Regions from separate parts of the Rattus norvegicus genome. Here region 2 is linked to region 1. A link is a contact called in public HiChIP or PLAC-seq data. All regions are on one chromosome and are shown on one strand. The core of a region is the stretch at or near the end of the contact, and the rest is flanking DNA. Distances in the headings are between cores, read along the strand shown.

Evidence for each region. HiChIP or PLAC-seq counts read pairs in DNA pulled down with a chosen protein or histone mark.
Region 2: a contact with region 1 is called in an H3K27ac HiChIP or PLAC-seq map of oligodendrocytes, with 5 times the contacts expected there. The contact joins the promoter of Nfkbia here to the promoter of Prorp in region 1. A contact is called at or near these places in 8 of 12 Hi-C or Micro-C datasets (the A7r5 cell line, Schwann cells, frontal cortex and 5 more) and 1 of 1 datasets of contacts at active chromatin or transcription factors (oligodendrocytes).

Annotation. Positions count from the first base shown.
Region 1 is chr6:78,404,463-78,409,861 of GRCr8, reverse strand. Prorp (protein only RNase P catalytic subunit) reads right to left here and starts at 3,720. Exons shown (of 7, transcript NM_001106730.2): 1 at 2,222-3,720. The coding sequence starts at 3,207. Ppp2r3c (protein phosphatase 2, regulatory subunit B'', gamma) reads left to right here and starts at 3,936. Exons shown (of 14, transcript NM_001014196.1): 1 at 3,936-3,962; 2 at 4,313-4,514. The coding sequence starts at 4,457.
Region 2 is chr6:78,594,469-78,599,293 of GRCr8, reverse strand. Nfkbia (NFKB inhibitor alpha) reads left to right here and starts at 2,222. Exons shown (of 6, transcript NM_001105720.2): 1 at 2,222-2,567; 2 at 3,077-3,185; 3 at 3,517-3,727; 4 at 3,998-4,086; 5 at 4,180-4,440. The coding sequence starts at 2,341.

The sequences.
Region 1 (5,399 bases), core at 2,471-4,970:
CCCTGTCTCAAAAACCAAAAACAGTAACAAGAAAGCCCCAAACTAAACAAAAAAAACAACCCCCACACATACAATTATCCCTATTTCCAAACCCAATTTTCCCCCATCAGTTCTTTTTTTTTGTTTTTGTTGTTGTTGTTTTTTAATGAGTTGTTAAAAAGATGCAGCCTATTCTAACAGGATAAATTTTTTTTTTTTTGCAATACCTTTTTTTTTTTTTTTTTTTTTTTTTTCGGAGCTGGGGACCAAACCCAGGGCCTTGTGCTTGCTAGGCAAGCGCTCTACCACTGAGCTAAATCCCCAGCCCCCAGGATAAATATTTTTAACCATTTCACTTTGAGTTAATGAAGGCTCACAAATGAGCAACACTCCTCATTGAAGAAAACAAAAAGCTGTTGTCGACAAGCGATAGCTCACACACACAAACAAAAGAACTGTGTAAAAATAACTAACTGTTCCCATACTTTCAGAGTTACTTTAAAATGGGATGATATGCACATGATCTTGCTGCAACTCGACACACAGACCGTAATACATGTAGTCCAGAGACAACGATTCAGCTCAGGAGGTGCCAACTCCAGACAGCGCAGCACTATAATCCGTTAGCGTAACTGCTTTTACTCAGTATTTCCTTCTAGACTGAGATACAGACTAGAAAAAATGCTCCCTAATTAATTTGTATTGTTTACAAGAAAAATTTTATAATTAATTTATATTAGAATTTACAAGTATATTCTCAAATCATACTTGCTGCCTTCCCCCAGCATTGCCTCAAAATGGGCATGAAGTAAAAGTTGTTTAAAAATGCCTTAATTTTCAACTTCATGCAGACTAAATAAAGATGACCAAAACAAAAGCTTAAACAATGAAAGGATATTTCACAGAAAAGTTCTTATACAAAAAACACATAAGAAAAAGGGCCACTAGGTGACATTTTAATTTACAAATTGGCATCATTTTGGTCGACAGAGAATTGCGACACATGTTTTCCTAAATTCTAAAATTCTACTCCAAAACCAGTGTCTTGAAACAAAATGAAACCTGAACCCTTTGGCATTGGAAGATTTGTCTGGGACTCCTCTTCTTTTGATAGTAAGTACGAAAAGATAATTAGACACGACTGCTACCTGAAAGTTCTGTAAACATGCTATATGATAAAAAGAGAGAAAATAAAATAAGGGTCAAGAAATGAGGCTCAAAGATTGAAGCAGCCCGGTAGTGGTGTCGCACACCTTTAATCCTAGCACTTAGGAGGCAGAGGCAGGCGGATCTCTGTGAGTTCGAGGCTAGCCTGGTCTACAAACCATGTCCAGGACAGCCAGGGTTACACAGAGAAACCCTGTCTCGGAAATACTCACGCATGCCACACACACATGCAGACATAGACTGAAGCAGTAGACATTTATGTGGTTAATAACATGAGTCAAAGCAAAGGAGAGTTGGGGGGTGAGGGGTGAGGTGGGAATAGCCAAACAAGACAAGACTCAAAATAAAATGGAAGGATGGTTCTCTATTTAATGCTTGAGTATCGGAACTGATCAGGAACTGCATCATCCACTCCAATCACTGTAACTGATGAAACACAGGACTACAGCCTACCTACTGCACATATTTCAGTAGCCACCTTTGAAAATAAGAATATGATCATCCAGTAAAGTACTTGGTGCACAAGCAAGATCTGAGCTCAGATTCCCCAGAACCCACACCTAAGCCTGGCAGAGCAGCCTGACCCTGTAACCCTAGCAGTAAGGGTGTGAAGACAGGCAGATGCAACCTGCGAGTCTAGACAAAATGCTAAGCCCCAGGTTCAGTGAGAGACTCTTGTCTCAAAAGTAAGATGGAATTTGACTGAAAAAATAAAAAACAAAAAGAAAAAGAAACCTTAAGTCAACCTCTATTGTTGGCACATGCTGTGCCCACACACAGATACAAACCCTTTACTTGCTATAATGTTGCTTGTTGTTCATGCCAGACGCCTCAGAAAATATAGTTCTAAAAAGAAGAGATCTGTTTATATAAAAACAGAAGGTGCTATATAATTTCCTTTTACGTGACAAGTAGAGAGTAGTACAAATTTACCCCTACTACTTTCTTAGGAGAATATTTTGTTTTAAAGGAGAAACAACTCTTATCTCAAGACAGAAAAAGGCATAAGTTGAATAAAACGAGTCTTAGCAACTAATAAACAAAACACAGACCACATATACAAAATCAAAGTTACCTTTCAAACCACGTCTTTATACTGTGTGCAAATGACTCTCCAGGATACAGCTGATTATTCCTTAGATACAAAAGAATGTCCAGGAGTTGGTTTGAATACTGATCATCATTCATGTCTTTGCCATGATCAAAGAAGGCTTTTAAAGTTTCCAACAGAGGGATGAGATTATGACCTACCAACTCCTGATACAAACTCCAAGCCACGTTCACATCTTGATGAAGGAGGGCTCCTTGTATACAGTCACCATAGTTCTTTTTGGAAGGGACCATGACTTTTTTAATATCTTCTAACAGCAACAAGGCCTCTCTCCATCTGTCTGAGTGGATTAATCCCCGGATGAGAAGGGTGTAACCCCCAGATTCTAAACTCTTGTACTTGGCTTTCATTATTTCGTAGACATCGATAACTTCTGACGTCTGCTTATGAAAGACACAGAGATATAAATACTTGACGAGTAAATTATACCCCACGATACCATTGTTCTTTGCTGCTACCCAAGCCAGGAGAGACTTGGCCACATCGACTGAACTGCAGCTGCGTGTCATCTGTGAAATGACGAAGTCTTCGAAACTGGCCTTTCCTTTGAAATCTTCTTTAAGTTTATCCCACTCTTCGGAATTCAAAGGTTTAGTTGGGAGTTGGACAGTGCTTTTCACAGGCAAGGTGTGACCTTGATTCTGAGGGTTACCACTTAGGTGGGACCTCTTCTTAGCCTCTCCAGCAGCAAAATAATGAGGACCAGAAGAAGCTTGTTTATTGCTGTCATTTCCTTTCTTGAGTGTTCTAGCTTTAGTAACCAGTAGATTGAGTATTTTGCTATTTGGAGGGGTGGTAGGTTTAACAGAAAACCATCTCTGTTGGTTCCCGATGACACAGTGAACCCCGAGAAAGAAAGAGGCAGAAGAGGTCGCAGGGCCTAGTTCAAAATAAGGGTTGCTCTTCCAAAGTTTCAGAAAGCTCCGAAAACCAGACAAATAGAAAGTCATTCTGCTGTGAGTTGAATGAGACAACTTCTAAAAACAGCTTCACTCCACTATGTAAAATTAAGGTATTGAGGGCTGAAGACAGTGGAAGCCCAGTTCTTGAATTTTTTTTTTTTTTTTGTTTCTCCCTTATAAACAAGCCAAGATTATATGTTTGGAGCGATTTAATGTGAAGGAAAGCACAAGAGTTCTATTCATTAAATAACAATCCAAGGACATCCAACACTAGTAGCAATCCCTAAACCAGAAGACGGAACGGAAATCCTGAGGTGCCTGTTACCTTCCAATTTTCGAATCTGAAGAAAAAGCACATGGACCTCCCAGTTTAACTCCTGCGGATTACTACGGTCCTGAAGAGGGGCGGGATATCACGGGAGCGAGAACACGAAAATAAATAAAATCAGTCAGGAACCACCAACCGTAGTTCCAGCAGCAGCAAGAAAAGCCAGTCTAGGGTTCCTTGCTTTTCACAACTCTCTCCAGGACGCAAAACTCTTCAGAGAAGGGGGTGGGAATCAAGGAAATGCAGCATAAACATCACAGAGAAGGAAGTGAGGTTGAGAAAGAGTTCAGACTTAACTGTACGGACTGCTGACAAACGAAGTTCACTTCATGAAACAACACACCACGCTACTCAAGCTTAAAGCAACCATAAATGCGGCGAAAACTACAATTCCCACAAGGCACCGCGCTGAACGAGCCGCTGGGGCCTGAATGGCTGGAATTCAGGCGTTCTGTTGAGTATGGCGAAGATAAAGGTAATTTTGAAATTTTTAGTATCCAAGAGGGCTGGGTACAGCTTCGGAAGCGTCTATTACATCTTGGGAACTGTTAAGGTTTCCAGAGAGAAAACAAAAATGTGACGAAAATACTTTTCTCAATTAGGAAATGCCAATGGAGTCCTTCACCTGTGGTGCGCACGCGCCAAATGCCCAAACGAAGAAGTCACGCAGATTTCTTCTGGCCTTTAAATATCTGACTTGCTGAGCTGGGACACCCCCTTAAGAAGGATAATTTTTTTCATCTATTTCATGTCTGATTTCGTCCCTGTTAGCGTGATCGCCGTATCTGGAATAGCTACAACATCTTTCCTTTTTTTTCTTTATAGCCAAGGCTTCCGCCCTTGCCCAAGATGGCGTACAGGCATCCTTCTTAACTTCCACTTGTTTTGGTGGCGTCTGACGTTGCAGCTGGTAGTGGGTGGAGCTGTTAACAAACCGCAAATGTAGGGTCCTCTGAGCGGGAGTCAGCCATGGACTGGAAAGACGTGCTTCGTCGGCGGTTAGCGTCGCCCAACTCGGATCCAAAGAGTGAGTTTGAGAGGGACCGCCCTCTAGATAGCCCGCCCTAGGCTAGAAGTGGCGGACCAGGTGAATAGGGTAGCGGAGGAAGTGAGAGCCGTACTTTGCGCGTCTGTTAAACTTCCCTGACAAAGGAGTCAGAGTGGAATGTGCTTTCGAGATATACCAAGGGGTGACCCACATTTCTTGGTAAATGACCTGCTAGGAATGAAAGCATAACGGTGGTTCCCATTTTCCACGATCTTAAACTTAGAAACTAGACTTAGGAACCTTGATTCAAACCTTCAATCTTACCAAGACTTGTAATTCATCCTTATAGGTTTTTTCCTCCGTAGGAACAGCGTTTTATCATATAGCCGAGGCTAGACTTGAATTATTTACCCTTTTTGTTCCTGCCTCCCGAGTGCCTGTCCCCTTTTACGCTCACTTTTCACTTAACCCTCCATTTTTAAATTTCATCAATCCGTTTTACATTGCTTGTACCTTGGTCCTTCACACTTGCTTGCCAGTCTTGTTAAATCCTTCCAGTTCCACACCAGCTCCTGGGCAGCTGCAATTGGCTAAAGCAAAACAGAACCTGGCTAGAGAGATGGCTCAGCCAATTAGAGGCTAGACCCAAACCAAAAAGATAACCCAAATCATTGTGCATTGTGAGTTCTATGCTAAAGTATCTGTTTTGGTTGTATCTGCAAGAAGAGCATTTGCTTTTCTACACTTAATTCATCTTCCCAAACCTCCAGTCTGGCTTCTCTGTTGTTCCCCTTAAATTGGTGAGCTAGCTTATTTTTCAACTCTGTATCTCAAAGAGGAAGTAGACGCAGGTTATAAAGGAGAGCCTCAACTGTTGCCAGTTACCATTTCTCTCAGGTCTTAGGTATGTATCCTTACCTCCGA
Region 2 (4,825 bases), core at 973-3,472, 190 kb before region 1:
TCTTCTGGAAGAGCGGCCAGTGCTATTAACTGCTGAATCCGTTCCTCCAGTCCCTGCTAATTTTTAAAGAACTTTCCCCAGATGGAAAAACACCTCCCCTCTACTTTATCTCCCAAGTGGAAGAGAGATTTTGGAGGTGGGGGGACTTTTTAAGACAGGGTCTTATGTTGCCCACGTTGACCTCAAACTAGGCTAAATACTTTTAGTGTATTCCAAATTATACTACAGTTTTGCAAGGTGTTCCCAAGTGTTAACAAGAACTTTACCAAAATGATTAATATATTGTAGTAGAAATTAGGCAAACTGATATTGGGTTCCTGGGTAAATTTCTAGGTACTTTGTTTTCTTTTCTTAGGAAAATGGGAACAACACCTAGCTTACACTATTATTTCTGAGAACCAACAGTGATGCATACAGAGCTGGGTTTCTTCAAAAATTTATACTGTGATAGTTCCAAAAGTCCATGTTCCTACTTCCAAAGCAGAGACATATTTCAAGACAAATGATACCCATTTGATGCCCCCAAAGTACCTTAAATATTCCAGGACTAACATGCAATTCCAGCACTCAGGGAAGCTGAGAGAGACGTCTTACTAACAGTACAAGGTTAACCTAAACAACACAGGGAGATTCAGACCATCCTGGGGCTATAACGTTAAACCCTGTCTCAAACCACCTCACCAGCAGAGAGCCAATCTCATTATTATAAAAGCAAGTATACCATAGAAAAAAGTTAAGTGACTTCTCCAACTAATGTATTTAGTGAAAGACAAGTGTGGAATTGAGGTCTCCTACTTAGGATCAGTCTCACTTTAATCCAGTAATTATACTTGCAGAGATGATGAAGAGGATTTGCTGAGGAAGTCTTAACTTTAACGTGACGTTGTTGTCTGGAAGTTTTTGTTTTTTCCTGGACTTTGAATCTTTTCCCCCAGTGTCCTCACTTTCATACTGTGGGGGAGGCAGTGGAATTACGAAGAGAGGAGAGTTGCTACAAGGCTCAACAAGAAAAAGATCACTCAAATTTCACCAGAAATCTATGCAGAACAGGAAGCCTACTGGGTCTATTCTGACAAACTGTGATCCAAGTTGCTTTAATTTTCCCGAGTTACCTCACACTTGCAGGCTCCTAAGTCGGGATGGGGTGGAAGCAACACTTCTACTTTTGCAGGTAAAACTAGGGGATCACAGGCCCAAATCCCTTTCTTGAGGAGTAGCCACCCACAATGCTGCGGTCCCTGGGAAGCAAGGAAGCTAGTAGAACCAGCAGGTTTCAGATGTGGTCAGTGTTAGGACTATGTTGAGCCTCCTGCAGGATGCTTCAAAGTTACTTTCTTAGCTATGTTTAAGAGGCTAGGGCACTAAACCAGTTGTTCTGCTAGGCATTCACAATAAGCTCCGGCTTTATTCTCTACAAGTTAACAAGTTAACTCCAACAGCAAGAACTCAACAGTTTCTGTTGCATGGAAGCTACAACTTCTACAAAGATTAACACCTTGCATTACTTGGGGGAAAATGTGGTTCCCATATGGAGCTAGACTTTGCCCCTCCCCCGCTGCCCCTCCCCCGGGCGAGATTATTGACCCCTCGGAATTAATCTAGGGGTTCTCCAGGCGCTTGGATTTTGTTGTTGTTGTTATTGGTTTTGTTTGTTTGAATGCCAAAGTGTCTACAGCTTCGAGGGGGGATGGTGAAGGGCAGCCAAATGTCCATGCACTGCAAAGAGCCTGAAACACAGACGACCCGGAATCACTCATACGTCCGTCGTCGCAGAAATTTAGGAGAAGCGAATCCCTGCACCCAGCCAGCCATTTCCACTCTTGGGTTTTCAAAAGATCAAGAACCGGAAAGGACCTGCAAATTGGCAAATCTCTAAGAGGAACAGCCTAGCAGGTTTGCGTCCTTGGAATCTCAGCAGCTTGGGACCCCAAACCAAAGTCGTCGGTGGGAAACCCCAGGGAAAGAAGGGCTCTTGTAGAACGCTGGGGTTACTGAGTGCAGGCTGCAGGGAAGTACCTAGAGGGAGGGGGCCTGGTCGGGAGGACTTTCCAGCCACTCAGGGCTCATCAAAAAGTTCCCTGTACATGACCCCAGTGGCTCATCGTAGGGAGTTTCTCTGATGAACCCCGGCCCTGGGTTTAGGCTTCTCAGTCGAGGACGAGCCAGTTCTTTTTCTAGTCTGACTGGCTTGGAAATTCCCCGCGCCTGACCCCGCCCCTGAGAAATCCCCTGCCAGCGTTTATAGGGCGCCGAGGCGGCGCTGCCGAGCCCACAACAGTCTGAACTCGCCACCCAACTGCCAGCAGCCTGCACCCTGCACCCGCTCAGCTCCGCACAGCCATGTTTCAGCCAGCTGGGCACGGCCAGGACTGGGCCATGGAGGGCCCGCGGGACGGCCTCAAGAAGGAGCGGTTGGTGGACGACCGCCACGACAGCGGCTTGGACTCCATGAAGGACGAGGATTACGAGCAGATGGTGAAGGAGCTGCGGGAGATCCGCCTGCAGCCGCAGGAGGCGCCTCTGGCTGCCGAGCCCTGGAAGCAACAGCTCACGGAGGACGGAGACTCGTAAGTGGCGGCGGGCTCGGGCATGGGCACGGGCGGGGTCGCGCGGGGCCTGCACCGCGCTCGGGGCTCTGCACGGCGGGGCTGCGGGGCTACGGGGCTACAGAGCTGCGGGCGCCGGGCCGCCTGCCTCCCCATCCCCCCACCCCATTTCCCGGGACCCGGAGTAGCCGAGCGCAGGCCGGGGGCGGGGCGGCAACGAGGACGCAAAGTCCCCGCCTGGCAGAGTTTCCGCGCAGCCGCCGGGCGCTGCGCGGCCGCGAGGGGAAGTACAGGGCGTTCCGGGCGGCGGAGGGCGGGCCGGTCTGGCCGGCGCCCGCCCGGAGGGGGTGGGGCACGGAAAGTCCCTGGGCGGCTGCCAGGAACACTCAGCTCATAATAACCTCGCGGAAAACACCGCGGCCGCGGCCTCCAGAAACCCCGGCCTTGCGCAATCCCCCGCAGCCCGCGCCTCTCGGGGGCCCCACGCAGTGCGCTCACCACCCCTGGGGGGTTTCCCTGTCATCCCGCAGGTTCCTGCACTTGGCAATCATCCATGAAGAGAAGACACTGACCATGGAAGTGATTGGTCAGGTGAAGGGAGACCTGGCCTTCCTCAACTTCCAGAACAACCTGCAGCAGGTGCGGGCTTGCCCAGCTGTGCCCTCTTTGACCCCGTGGTGGAGTTAGATGAAGCTCAGTCGCCCCCAAAGCGTTTCTAAATTAACAGTCACGGTCCTTATCTGCCCTGGCCTTTTACATTCAAATTAGCCAAAGTCTTAGAGCAAGAAGGAAAATCCCAAGGGTTGGTTGAGGTCTTTATGACCCACGTAGGGCCTCCTGTTTGCCTGATCTCCTGTAGACAAATGGGAGGAGGGGATTCTGTAATAGGAGGTGTCTGGGGTTCAGGAAACTCAAGACTATGGGTTTGCTCCATGGCTTAGGCTCTTTCTGTTTCCTCTTCCATTCGTAGACTCCACTCCACTTGGCTGTGATCACCAACCAGCCAGGAATTGCTGAGGCACTTCTGAAAGCTGGCTGTGATCCTGAGCTCCGAGACTTTCGAGGAAATACCCCTCTCCATCTTGCCTGTGAGCAGGGCTGCCTGGCCAGTGTAGCAGTCTTGACTCAGACCTGTACGCCCCAGCATCTCCACTCCGTCCTGCAGGCCACCAACTACAACGGTAGGTCTGCCAGTCCATCCAGGGACGCAGAGAAGGGAGAGACGGGTCCCCTTGAGTCTAGCCTGGAGCTAAAACGCCTCAACGTATAAGAAGTTCAGGCAGTGTGGACTTTTAAAAAGTCTTCTCCATGATTCCTACATGACGTTCACTGAGAACCCAGACTTTTGAGTTCTTCAAAATTGAGGTTGTTTGTGGTTGTCCCCAAGAAAGGAGACGTGACTTGTGTGAGGATTGAAACAAGTGGTTACAGTTCCGTCTTATATCCTGCAGGCCACACGTGTCTACACTTAGCCTCTATCCATGGCTACCTGGGCATCGTGGAGCACTTGGTGACTTTGGGTGCTGATGTCAACGCTCAGGTGAGTACTTCCCCTTCCTCCTAAACTCTGCTGGGCTGGCTCTTACTGTGAGCAGATTTCCAGATAAACACTTCTGATTGCCTTTGGTTTCAGGAGCCCTGTAATGGCCGGACAGCCCTCCACCTTGCAGTGGACCTGCAGAATCCTGACCTGGTCTCGCTCCTGTTGAAGTGTGGGGCTGATGTCAACAGAGTAACCTACCAGGGCTACTCCCCCTACCAGCTTACGTGGGGCCGCCCAAGTACCCGGATACAGCAGCAGCTGGGCCAGCTGACCCTGGAAAATCTTCAGACGCTGCCCGAGAGTGAGGATGAGGAGAGCTATGACACGGAGTCAGAATTCACGGAAGATGAGGTGCGTGTTCATTACTGCCAGAGTGGTCCATTCTCCCTCACCACACCTAGGTCTGTTCTAGAGCTGTTCTGTATCATAGGGACCTGAGTTATTCAACTTCTCAGTCTCAGCTTGCAAAGCCAGGATCCCAAGAACGTGTCTCTGGTTTGCTTTAATAGCTTACCCTTGTGGGTTTCGGAATGGGGCAGTAAGAGGGAGTTGTGGGAATTGAACCCAGGCTTTAACACGTGGTAATAGGCACATGTTCTACCATTGAGCTATGTCCCCTGCAATAGCTTAGACTTTTGAAAGGAGAGAATTGGTGAAGGGAACTCCTGCAGCCCGGCGCCTGCGTTCTGTTTAGGCTGAGGAGGAGAGAGTCCAGGAATGGGAGTTATTTGTAGAA